Regions from separate parts of the Sus scrofa genome. Here region 1 is linked to region 2. A link is a contact called in public Hi-C data. All regions are on one chromosome and are shown on one strand. The core of a region is the stretch at or near the end of the contact, and the rest is flanking DNA. Distances in the headings are between cores, read along the strand shown. Region 1 overlaps ERC1 (ELKS/Rab6-interacting/CAST family member 1). Region 2 holds the start of ERC1 (ELKS/Rab6-interacting/CAST family member 1).

Evidence for each region. A called contact is a pair of places that touch in the nucleus more often than the background predicts.
Region 1: a Hi-C map of alveolar macrophages shows a contact between it and region 2, with 2.9 times the contacts expected there. The contact joins the enhancer-like site here to the promoter of ERC1 in region 2. A contact is called at or near these places in 4 of 5 promoter capture datasets (fetal liver, fetal skeletal muscle and liver), 15 of 47 Hi-C or Micro-C datasets (adipocytes, alveolar macrophages, brain and 10 more) and 2 of 2 datasets of contacts at active chromatin or transcription factors (alveolar macrophages and skeletal muscle).

The regions. Positions count from the first base shown.
Region 1 is chr5:68,296,209-68,302,274 of Sscrofa11.1, forward strand. ERC1 (ELKS/Rab6-interacting/CAST family member 1) reads left to right here. Exons shown (of 20, transcript XR_002344310.1): 3 at 3,014-3,430. Among named protein-coding and RNA genes, the nearest start is that of ERC1, 76 kb to the left of the region's middle. Within about 2 kb of position 3,678, at least 2 of the 83 cell types and tissues checked have an H3K27ac peak or open chromatin away from gene starts, as enhancers often do. A contact at or near this core is called in alveolar macrophages, where this site is marked.
Region 2 is chr5:68,221,927-68,227,600 of Sscrofa11.1, forward strand. ERC1 (ELKS/Rab6-interacting/CAST family member 1) reads left to right here and starts at 1,796. Exons shown (of 20, transcript XR_002344310.1): 1 at 1,796-2,062. It also overlaps a transcript of RAD52 not described here.

The DNA.
Region 1 (6,066 bases), core at 2,428-4,927, 76 kb after region 2:
GTGGGTTAAGGATCCAGTGTTGCCGTGAGCTGTGGTGTAGGTTGCAGACGAGGCTCAGATCCTGCGTTGCTGTGGCTCTGGCGTCGGCCGGCGGCTACAGGCTCCGATTTGACCCCTAGCCTGGGAACCTCCATATGCCGAGGAGCGGCCCAAGAAACAGCAAGAGGACAAAAAAAAAAAAAAAAAAAAAAAGGAGGACTCCAGTCTGTTCAGTATTAATGTATTGATTTCTAAAAGGGGCATAAGGAATGCAACTTTTCTCTTAGGTGTATTAAGATCCCTACATCATTATGTGTATCCCTTGAGAGGGAACCAGGATCCTGCCCCAAAGCTGTGGTATTGTTTCTTGACTGTTCATTCCTGGTCTTTGCAACCGCTTCCTTCCCTGATCAGCAACTGTCTGAACCTGTCCCTAGGAACCCAGGGAAGGCTATGGTGGCTGAATGAGGCCCATTTGCCAAAAACGAGAAATGAGGGATAGAGAAAGGCTTTTGTGTCCAGGAGCTCTACAGGGCCCTGCTCGGTTACAGTATCGAATAACTGGTTTATCCATTCTTCTTTTGGAGGAGTTGTTTCCAGTTTTGGCTTTTATGGGTAAAGCTGTTGTAAACATTTTCATACACATGTGTTTGTGGACCTGTTTTTATTTTCTTGCCTTGGGAGACTGACCTAAGAAAACATTCATATGGTTGATGTCAGAGCATGTTTTGCCTGTGTTCTCTTCTGGGAGTTTTATGGTGTCTTGTCTCATGTGTAAGTCTTTAAGCCATTTTGAGTTTATTTTTGTGCCTGGTGTGAGTGTGTGTGTGTAGTTTCATTGATTTATATGCAGCTGCCCAGTTTTCCCAGCACCACTTGCCGAAGAGACTGTTTTTTCCCCATTTTATATTCTTTGCCTCCTTTGTCAAAGATGAATTGACCACAGGTTTATTTCTGGATTTTCTCTTCTGTTTCATTGGGCCATATATCTGTTTTTTCTTTTTATTATAGTTTATTTACAGTGTTCTGTCAATTTCTACTGTACAGCAAAGTATCCCAGTTTTATATATATATATCTCCATGAATATATATACATATATATGCACATTCTTTTTCTCACATTATCTTCCCTCATGTTCCATCACAAGTGACTAGATATAGTTCCCTTTGCTGTACAGCAGGATCTCATTGCTTATCCACTTCAGATGCAAAAGTTTACATCTACTCCACTCCAGACTCCCAGTCCATCCCACTCTCTTCCGTGTATGTCTGTTTTTGTATCAGTACTACACTGTCTTGATTACTGTAGCTTTGTTTTACTGTCTGCAGTCTGGGAGAGTTATGCCTTCTGCTTGGTTTTTTTTTACCCCTTCCCAATTCCCACTTTGGTCAGTTCTGGGTTTTTTATGGTTCCGTATAAATTTTTGGGCTGTTTATTTCTAGTTCTGTGAAAAATATCATGGGTAATTTGATAGGGATCACATTAAATCTGTTGATTGCTTTGGGTAATATGGCCACTGTAACTATTAATTCTTCCATTCCAGGAGCATGGAATATCTTTCCATTTCTTTGAATCCTCTTTAAATTCCTTGATTAATGTTTTTTAGTTCTCAGCATATAAGTCTTTTCACCTCCTTGGTCAGGTTTATTCTTAGATATTTAATTTTTTGGGGGTGTCCTTTTAAAAGTACGTATTTTTTTGCATTTGTTTCCTAATATTTTGTTGTTAGCATACAGAAATGCAACTGATTTCTGAATGTTATCATATCTGCCACTTTGCTGAATTCATTGATCAGTCTGAGTAGTTTTTGTGTGGAGTCTTTAGGGTTTTCTATATATATAGTATCATGTCTTCTGTAGAGAGTGACAGTTTTACCTCTCCTCTTCTAGTTTGGATACCTTTTATTTCTTTTGTCTGATTGCTCTGGCCAGTGTTGAATAAAAGTGGTGAGAGTGGGCATCCTTGTCTTGTTCCAGATTTTAGTGGGAAGACTTTCAGCTTTTCTCCATTTAGTATTATTTGGCTGTGGGTTTGTGATAAATGGCTTTTATTTATGTTAAGGTATATTCCCTCTGTACCCACTTTGGTAAGAGTTTTTATCACCAATGGATATTGGATTTTGTCAAATACTTTTCCTGCATCTGTTGAGATGATGATGTGGTTTTTGAGTTTTCTTTTGTTAATGTGGTGTATGACATTATTTGATTTGCATATGTTGAACCATCCTTGTGAATTTGGGATGAATCCCACTTGGTCCTTGTGTATGATCTTTTTTATGTGTTGTTGGATTTGGTTGGCTAAAATTTTTTTGGGAATTTTTGCGTCTATATTCATCAGAGATACTGGTGTTTAATTTTCTTTTCTGGTAGTATCTTTGTCTGGTTTTGGTATTGGGATGATGGTGGTGGATTGCTTTAATTCAAATGCCAGCTCTTTTACTTACTAGATGATCTTGGGGCAAGTTCCTTAAGTCTCTGTAAGCCTGGTGTCGTCATCAGTAAAATTGAAATAATAGTACATGTGTTGTAGCGAGGAGTAAATGAAATAACACATAAAAAGTGCTTGGCACAATTTGGTATGCACTCATTAAATGTTTATTACTTAATGTGCAAATTGTAAAACACTTAACAGTCATTTTGTATTTTGATATTCCTTGTGGTTTTTTTGATAAAGTTATTTATATCATGTGTTTGTATTGCTATAGATTTCCTGTGTCTTTCCCCTCTCCTCAGCTTCAGTTCTGTGTAATACCTTGTGTTAATTTTGAACAATGTCTTTTAGTCATGGCTTAAGCAAAATGAAGAGCTGCTAGACTTTGTTTCCTGCTGGTAATAAAGACAAGTTACTGACATTTTACAGATTATCTCAATCATATTTAAAGGCAGTGTAAAACAAAATACTGTGAATCTGAATTTGCTAAATGCAGGGTTCTCAGCGCTCTGGTGGCTACTTTCTGACTGGCCCTATTCTGCTTTATTTTTGCTACTTGAGAAGGAAAGCTGATTTGGGTTTTCTTTTTTGTCTTGATTCTAGCACATGCAAATGACAATCCAGGCTCTGCAGGATGAATTGCGGATCCAGAGGGACCTGAACCAGCTGTTTCAACAAGATAGTAGCAGTAGGACTGGTGAACCTTGTGTGGCAGAGCTGACGGAGGAGAACTTTCAGAGGTTGCATGCTGAGCATGAGCGACAGGCCAAAGAACTCTTCCTTCTTCGAAAAACTCTGGAGGAAATGGAACTACGGATTGAGACTCAGAAGCAAACCCTGAATGCTCGGGATGAATCCATCAAGAAGCTTCTGGAGATGTTGCAGAGCAAGGGCCTTTCTGCTAAGGCTACTGAGGAAGACCATGAGAGAACAAGGAGACTGGCAGAGGCAGAGATGCACGTCCATCACCTAGAAAGCCTTTTGGACCAGAAGGAAAAAGAGAATGCTCTGTTGAGAGAGGTGAGTGACTGCTTTTTTTCAGTTGTTATGACTTACAGTCTTTTTTTCTAGATTTGTCAGCATTTTGGCCTAGATAAACTTAGATGCTCTCCTAGACTATTGGAAGGGAATTTCTTCTTTCATACTTAGGTTCTGTGCTGATTTCTATTCTAATTTGCTATGGGATGACATTAGCTGGTATGTATTCTGGCTTAATAATCTCCTGGATCTTTTTTTTCCCCCTCTTGGATTCTATAGACTCATTTTATTGCTACAGAGGGACAGAATTTTCTTGATTTGTTACTCATCTCTTGATTTGTTCATAGACACACACACACAACAAAGTCAGAATCAGAGTAGCTGTTGCTCAATTTTAAAATATTAGTAAATGAAAGTAAGCAGTTACCTCAGTTTAAGTGTGCTTATAAAGTCCTTGGCAGCAGTAATGGATATTTGCCCTATTTCCATGGAAACTGTTGCCTTGCTATAAAAGATACGTGATAAAAATCATTTGCTGCCATGGAGGCACAGCTAGAAAGAGTGATATAGAAGCGTACTGTCCCTTATTTTTCAGAGAGGAAACTCAGACTTTAGCTGACCACTGTGCCTATTGATAATTTTTCACTTTTCTAGGTAATGCTTTGTTTTCAAGAATTCATCTTTCATTGAATTTTAAAAAATTGACTGCTGTAATTCTCTATATAAGGTCAGAGACTTCAGATAACTTTAACAGTAGGATAGGGGGAAAAAAAATCTCAGGATTGTTTTTAGTGCCAGTCTGAATAATCCCTTTTAAAATGAAATGTGAGGAAGGAGGGCTAAAAGCAGCAAAACTTCCAACTTCCTATGATGATGGAAATGATCTATATATGCCCTGTATATTATGGTAGCCACCAACTGCATGTGACTGTTGAGCAATTGAAATGTGGCTGAGGAACTGAATTTTAAATTTTATTTAAATATAACTAATTTAAAATTAAAGTATCTCATGTAAGTAGTGGCTGCTGTATTAGTGCAGTGATGCATAACGTAATGTCACCAGCTTTTCTTTGTCTTTGTTGGCTGCGCCTGTGACACGTGGAAGTTCCCAGGTTCGGGATTGAACCTGTCACAGCAGTGACCCAAGCCACAGTAGTGATAACGCTGGATCCTTAACTGCTAGGCTACCAGGGAATGCCTCACCAGCTTTTCTTAATAATTTGTCTTGAGCATCTTTCTTTGTCAGTACATGTGGAGTTTTATAATTTCAGTTGAATTTATAATATTCCATTACATTTACATTACATTATCTCTTTTTTGTTGTTGTTGGTGGTGGTGTTTTTGTTTTGTTTTTCTTAAAGTTTTATTGAAATATAGTTAATTTGCAAGGTTGGGATAATTTCTGCTGTACAACAAGGTGACCCAGTCATACATATACGCATATCCATTCTCTCTCAGGTTCTTTTCCCGCATAGATGATCACAGAATATTGGGTAGAGTTCTCTTTGCTATACAGCAGGTCCCCGTTGACCAGTCATTCAGTATACCTCAGTGTGCATATGCCAATCCCAAACCCCCAGTCCATCCCTTCCATCTGCCTCCTGTCGCCTTTGGTAACCTTAAGTTTTTTAAAGTTGTGAGTCTGTTTCTTCTCTGCAAATAAGCTCATTTGTATCCTTTTTTAAGAGTCCACGTATAGGTGACATCATATTTTTTTTTAAATCTCTTCACTATGGAAAACTACTATTAATTTTTCATCATTATAAAAGTGTGCTGCACTGAATATCCCTAGCCATATATTCCTGTACGTTAAGTTTTTTCTTTAGGATGAACTCTCAGAAATGAATTTGCTCAGGGTGTGTACATGTTCAAAATTCTGAATGTCAGACTTGTCTTCCAGAATGATTGGAGCAATTTATCCTAACAGCGTATACTGTGTTTTTAATGGTTAATCTGCAGCTGTGTACATTACAGTCTTCAGATTACCAGACAGTACTGTTTTGGAGAATTTTCTATCAGTGTTTAGACACTATCCAAAGTTTCTTGCAGTTAACTTTGAAGAGTTTGTATTTTAATGAGGTAACCTGGAGCCTGCCATAGAACATGGTTAGAGAAGCTGTAATAATCTCAAACAGCATGCAGCATGAAAACCCTACCAGCATCGTGAGAACTTTGAATGTTACATTTTTGCTGCTTCTGTCCTGAATATTTCCACCTATGCCCATATATTTTTTGAGTTTTAGAGTTAATAAATCGTGAATAGTTAAGGATTGTGAAAAGCCACAGTGTTACTCTGGCAGAGTACAATCAGAAATATGGTGAATTTGAACAAGCAGTAGGAAGGAACATGAGTTTATGACACATTTTGAAATAACAAGCTCTACAAAATATCAAGTCGCACTTCTGAACATAATGTGGAAAGAAATATAGGCCTTGTTAGTTGTACCAGTGCCCAATTCCAGTTGCCGCTCGTAGTGTGGCATCCTCTTACAGAAAACACAGTCATGTGGATTAAAATTGTTTTAAGAGCCTGTGGAAGTGATTGCTTGAGTAACATGTTTAGAATGTTTGTTTTCCTTTCCCTTTCTCCTGCTTACCTTTAAGATTTAGCTCAGATTTCAGTTCTTCTGTGAAGTCTTCCCTGTGCAGCTCTATACATAGATGTAAATGAACCATTC
Region 2 (5,674 bases), core at 546-3,045:
GTAGTTGGATGCTGATGACAAATCTTTAGAACTTGGGAGGGTCTTGTCAACTTGCAGTTTCACTCTAGGGTGAGTTTTTAGGAAACTGCCTATTGTGTCAGAATAAAGAATGCTTTGCTCTTAGTCATTAAACACTCTCCCCAAAGATTACGAATACTCTTGACTTCTAGCTTAGGATAAATGCTTAGCTATTTTATCAAAGGTAAAGGGAGGGTTCTGCTGTTCAGAGATTTTTGGTTTCCTTGTTTTCAGCCCTGCTTCTCACTCTTGCTCCGTCACTGTCTCAAAATTTGTTTTTCTATATCACTTCTGGCAGGGAGGTCTCCTTTCACGGTTGCAGTATCCCCCTACATCTATTTCACATTACGGATTCTTCCATTTTTGTTTTAATCAGTCTTCACTCACTTTCTGTGTGAAAAATTACAAAAAAAATATTTTGGTGGCTTCCTTCCCAGGTTCTGTTTTGTATGCTTTTTTTTCCCCCCATTCCTTTATTAGTATTTTAATGGGTCTCAGGAAGAAGAGGCAATTAATGCTAGTACTCAGCCAGCTTTAATTAAAAAAAATCCTAAATGTAGGTTTAAAAAGAGGTACCTGGGGGAGAAACAACTGTGGAATGGCAAAAAAAGAAAATTCCAAGTCTGTGATACTGACAGTATTCCTGTGTGTGTAGAACTTAATGCTTAGCATCTTACCACCTACAGATCCACAAAGGGATATGACAGATCTGAGCTATCTAGTTCACACCCCACTTTACAGTTAAGAAAAGTAGGACCTAGAAATAATGTGATTTTCCCGTGGTCACACAAGCAGAAAGTGGAAGAATAGAAACTGCAAAGATACGACGAGTCCGCTTTGCTTTGCTTTTACTTCACCATGTTAAAAATCGGGGGAGCAGGACGGCAGATCAGCAGTTAGATGAGGAAGATCTTGAAAAACAGTCAAAAAAGGTTGGCTTTTCATAAGCGAGTAGTCACATGCCCGAGAAAATGAAATATTTTAGGGTGCTTAACTGCAAGACCTAGTGTCCTAATAGTGGGCCGCCACGTGTGGAACGTACTGAAGGGGGCGACTGTCCAGCAGACCGGGAACCGCAGGAACCCGAGTGAGCCCGGGCGGGATGTGGATGCGGTGAGTGAGAACGCCGAGGGGAGGGAAAGTGACGGTGAGGTCCTGAGGCAGGGCAGACTGGGTAACTGTGGTAGAGACTGAGCCTGACTCCACCGCTCACACCCGCAGGCGCGAAATAAACCTAATCAGCGTCCCTCTCACTCTCTCAGCTTACCTACATCCTTACATTAACAGAGCGCGGTTCCAGCGGCGCTTCGGCACCTGAGGACTGGGGCGCCTGACGCGCGCGGCCGGCTGCCGCGTGGACCAAGGCGGCGGGTCTCGGCGAGCTCCGGACTTGCGCCCGCTTGCGGGCAGCCGGAGGGCCCAGGCCCGGAAGTTCAGCAGAGGCGGGCGAGAGAGCGAGCAACACGGCGCTCCGAGCCTCCTACCAGCGGTCCGGCCAGGATGTCCGCGACACGCCCGCGAGGCGGGGGCCCACAGCTTGTACGGCGCAGCATCCTACGGCAAGCGGGAGGAGACAGGCGCCACCCGCCCGCGCGGCGAGTGCGCGCGTGTGCGCCGCGGAGCGCGGAGCCGCCCGCCCGCCGGCCCCTGGAAGGCGCCCGAAGCCTGGGAGCTGCTGAATCTCTCTCCCAGGAGGCTGCGGGAAGGCCAGCGGGCGCGGCCAGCGGGGGCGGGGCTCTAGTGACGTCAGCCAGGGGCGGGGCTGGAGTCTCGCGCAGGGGGCGGGGCGCGATGACGTCGGGCGCCCAGGCCGAGCTGTGGCGGCGGTGGCGGCGGCGGTAGTGGCGGCGGCTCCCGGGCGGCAGCGGGAGCGGCAGCCCTGAGGAGGGTGAGACGGCGGCGGTGGCGGCAGCTCGGAGTCGGGCAGCGCCTGAAGCTTCCCGCCCGTCGCTGGCGCTAGGCCCCCGTGCTCTCCTCCGCCGGGTCTTCCTCACGGCCCTGGCCGGGGCAGGGCAGCGCGCCCCCGGGGAGGGCGGAGCCGTAGGTGAGGCGCGGGGACCCCTCCCCCTCCGCGCCCTGCCGGGGGGATGGGGCGTCGTGAGGGCGGCCCCACCCAGCCCACCGGCGGGCCCCACCCGGGCGGTCTCGGGGCGGCGGCGCCGTGGCGGCGGCGGGGACCGGCGGGGGCTGCGGGTGCCTGGGAGCGCGGGTGGCTGGCCCGCGGCGTGATGTTGCGGGCGAGGCAGAGGAGATGCAGGCATCGGGGAGCCCCGAGGAAGCTGGGGTGCGGTCAGGGTGGATGTGGGTTTTGGGTACCGATGTACAGTGGTGAAGGAGGTGAGGATTCTGGGTTTTTCCCTTCTGTGAAATGTTAAGGTAGGAGATGGTGGGATTCCAAAAGGGAGATGAGCAGTGGATGCTTGCTTGCCTTTGAGGCAGTTGGAGAAGATGTTGCTCTGGGTCTCACGTTTCTGCTTGAGGGTTTGGGGTCTTTTTTCTTTTTTTTGCTCCTGGCGTGGCTGGTGGGGTCGAGGAGGGAAGAAACTCTATCTGCCTTTCGCTCAGGGGGGATAAATTGTAAGCGTGGCTGAATTTGGAGTTTTATACCCTTCAGGAAAAGCGAGATCTTCGGTTAGGACAACTTCATTCTGGCAGCAACAGTAGGGAATAGGTCCCATTCCACTTAGTCCCTTAAAGGCGTTATCTTCCACTCTTTTTTTGTGCCCAAATGATCTCATTTTTAAGCTTTATCCTAGCCCCGTAAGAGAAGGCCTGAGGATCAGGTGGTTGCTTTGGAAGACACATTTCTGAGGAGTAGTTTGCAGGTGGTTGTTGTTGACTACTTTGGATGGATGAAATGAACAGTTTGAACAGTTCTGTTGGCGCTGGTTATATGAAAAATGTTTAAATGTTTTAAAGCCCAGTTTTCTTTTACAACTCATTTCTTAGTAGACCTTGACATTTAGGTATTTTGTGTTTAACACTTAATTATTAGAAATGATTTTTATTTCTCAGTTGCATATGTCTTTATTAGACACTTTAAAAGTGACGGGGATGTGGCATTCCCACTGTGGTGCAACAGTATCCGCAGTGTCTTGGGATCCCTGGGATACAGGTGCCATCCCCTGCCTGTCACAGTGGGCTAAGGATCCGGTGTTGTGGCAGCTGCAGCTTAGGTCAGAACTGTGGCTCAGATCTGATCCCTGGCATGGGAACTCCATATACACCCCCTCTCCCCCCGGGGGACGGCCAAAAAAAAAAAAAATGTGATGGGGCTGTAAATAAGCTATACCCCAATATGATTTTTTTAAAAAAGTGAAGTAGAATAATTTTTTTGGGTAGTTTCCTGTTTCTAAGAAATGTTCTTGGAGTCAGATGGTTTTAAATTGCTCTTTAATTACATTTTGAGGGCATGTGTCACTGAATAGGTGTTATTAAGAGAAAACACTGTTCATCATGCTTCACATCACTGTTTCACAACTTAGCACATTAAATCAATCTTTTTTTTCTGAATTTCTGCTCCCTCATTGATTACATGGGCCTTATCTATATCTATTGGTTAATTTATTACTTGCTTAGAAAACAGGTCCGCAGGAGTTCCCATTATGGCGCAGTGGAAACGAATCCGACTAGAAACCCTGAGGTTGCGGGTTCCATCCATGTCCTCGATGCTCAGTGGGTTAAGGATCTAGCATTGCCGTGAACTGTGGTGTAGGTTGTAGACGCCGCTTGGATCTGGTGTTGCAGTAGATGTGGTGTAGGCCAACAGCTGTAGCTCTGATTCGATTCCTAGTCTAGTAACTTCCATATGCTGCAGGTGCGGCCCTAAAAAGCAAAAAACAAAAACAAAAACAGGTCTGGTAATGGACATTTATGTAATGGATGGAAGTAGGCATGACTTTCAATAATTAATTTATGAAGGAAGAGAAAGCGTCATGAAATGGAATTTAAGCATTGACTTTCCCAAGGTTTATGCAATTTGGGAACATAGCCAGAGGAGTGCTTTCCTGTAACCCAAGAGAGAAATATACAAAGTGAGTGTCAGTAGTTGCAGATCACCACCTTTTATAACATGCTTACTTAATGAGCAGACTATTACCTTCCAACAAATACTTCTGCTTGAAGAAACTTATAGGAAACAGAAGATTTAATAGCTATTAGGTAAGAAAGGGTGTGGTCCAATTTGTAATTATAAGCAAAAGTTTTAATTGTATTTGGACAGATCAAATTATAAGTTGGTACACTAATAGTTTTGATTTTGGATTAGTCACTTAGAAGGGGAAATTAAAATTCACATAACTATTTTTGGCTTTTAAATTATACTTTGAGGAATTCCCACTGTGGCACACTGGGTTAAGAAACTGATCACAGCAGGTTTGATCCCCAGCCCAGAGCAGTGGGTTAAAGTATCTGGTGGTGTTGCCCCAGCTGCATCGTATGTAGTAGCTATGACTTGGATTCAGTCCCTGACCTGGGAACTTCCATATGCTATGGGTGAGGCCATTAAAAAAAAAAAATATATATATATATACACACACACACACACACACACACACACACACACACATTTCATTGGGTATGCATGGGAACAAATGTGAACTAAGGTACCAGATGAAACTTTGCGAATATATATTGCTAAGATGATATTTTCATGGCCAACAGTGGGATGTGACTCTTAGTAGGAATGCAGTCTTAAAATCTGGGGGAAAAGTGTAGGGTAGAAGTGATCTATTTCTCTTTCGAATTTCTCATCCCTGAGAAAAATGGTACATTTTATTTTTTGTCTTTTTGCCATTTCTTGGGCCACACCTGAGGCATATGGAGGTTCCCAGGCTAGGGGTCCAATCGGAGCTGTAGCCGCCGGCCTACACCACAGCTCACGGCAACACCGGATCCTTAACCCACTGAGAAAGGCCAGGGATGGAACCCACAACCTCATGGTTCCTAGTTGGATTCGTACATTTTATTTTTTGAAAAATATCACTTGGAGTTCCCGTCGTGGCTCAGTGGTTAACGAATCCGACTAGGAACCATGAGCTTGCGGGTTCCGTCCCTGGCCTTTCTCAGTGGGTTAAGGATCCGGTGTTGCCGTGAGCTGTGGTGTAGGCTGGCGGCTACAGCTCCGATTGGACCCCTAGCCTGGGAACCTCCATATGCCTCAGGTGTGGCCCAAGAAATGACAAAAAGAAAAAATATCACTTACTAGTCATTACTGTGATATCTTTGTTATGTATATATATATATATATATATATATATTTTTTTTTTTTTTTTTTTTTGCTTTTTAGGGCCGCACTTGCGGCACGTGGAGGTTCCCAGGCTAGGGGTCGAATTGAAGCTGTAGCTGCTGGCCTATGCCAGAGCCACAGCAATGCAGCATCTGAGCCGCATCTGTGACCTACACTACAGCTCATGGCAACAGCTCAGATCCTTAACTCACTGAGCTGAGGCCAGGGATGGAACCTGCAACTTCATGGTTCCTAGTTGGATTCTTTCCTCTGTGCCACAATGGGAACTCCAACTCTGAGTCTTGTGTGGTGTCCCTTTTTAAAAAAAATTACTTAAATCAGGTAACTCTGTCAGTCTGTTCAGTATTAGTATTGGAAACAAAAAAGTGAAGATTTTCATTGCAATAGCTCCTCTTTTTCTCTGCTACA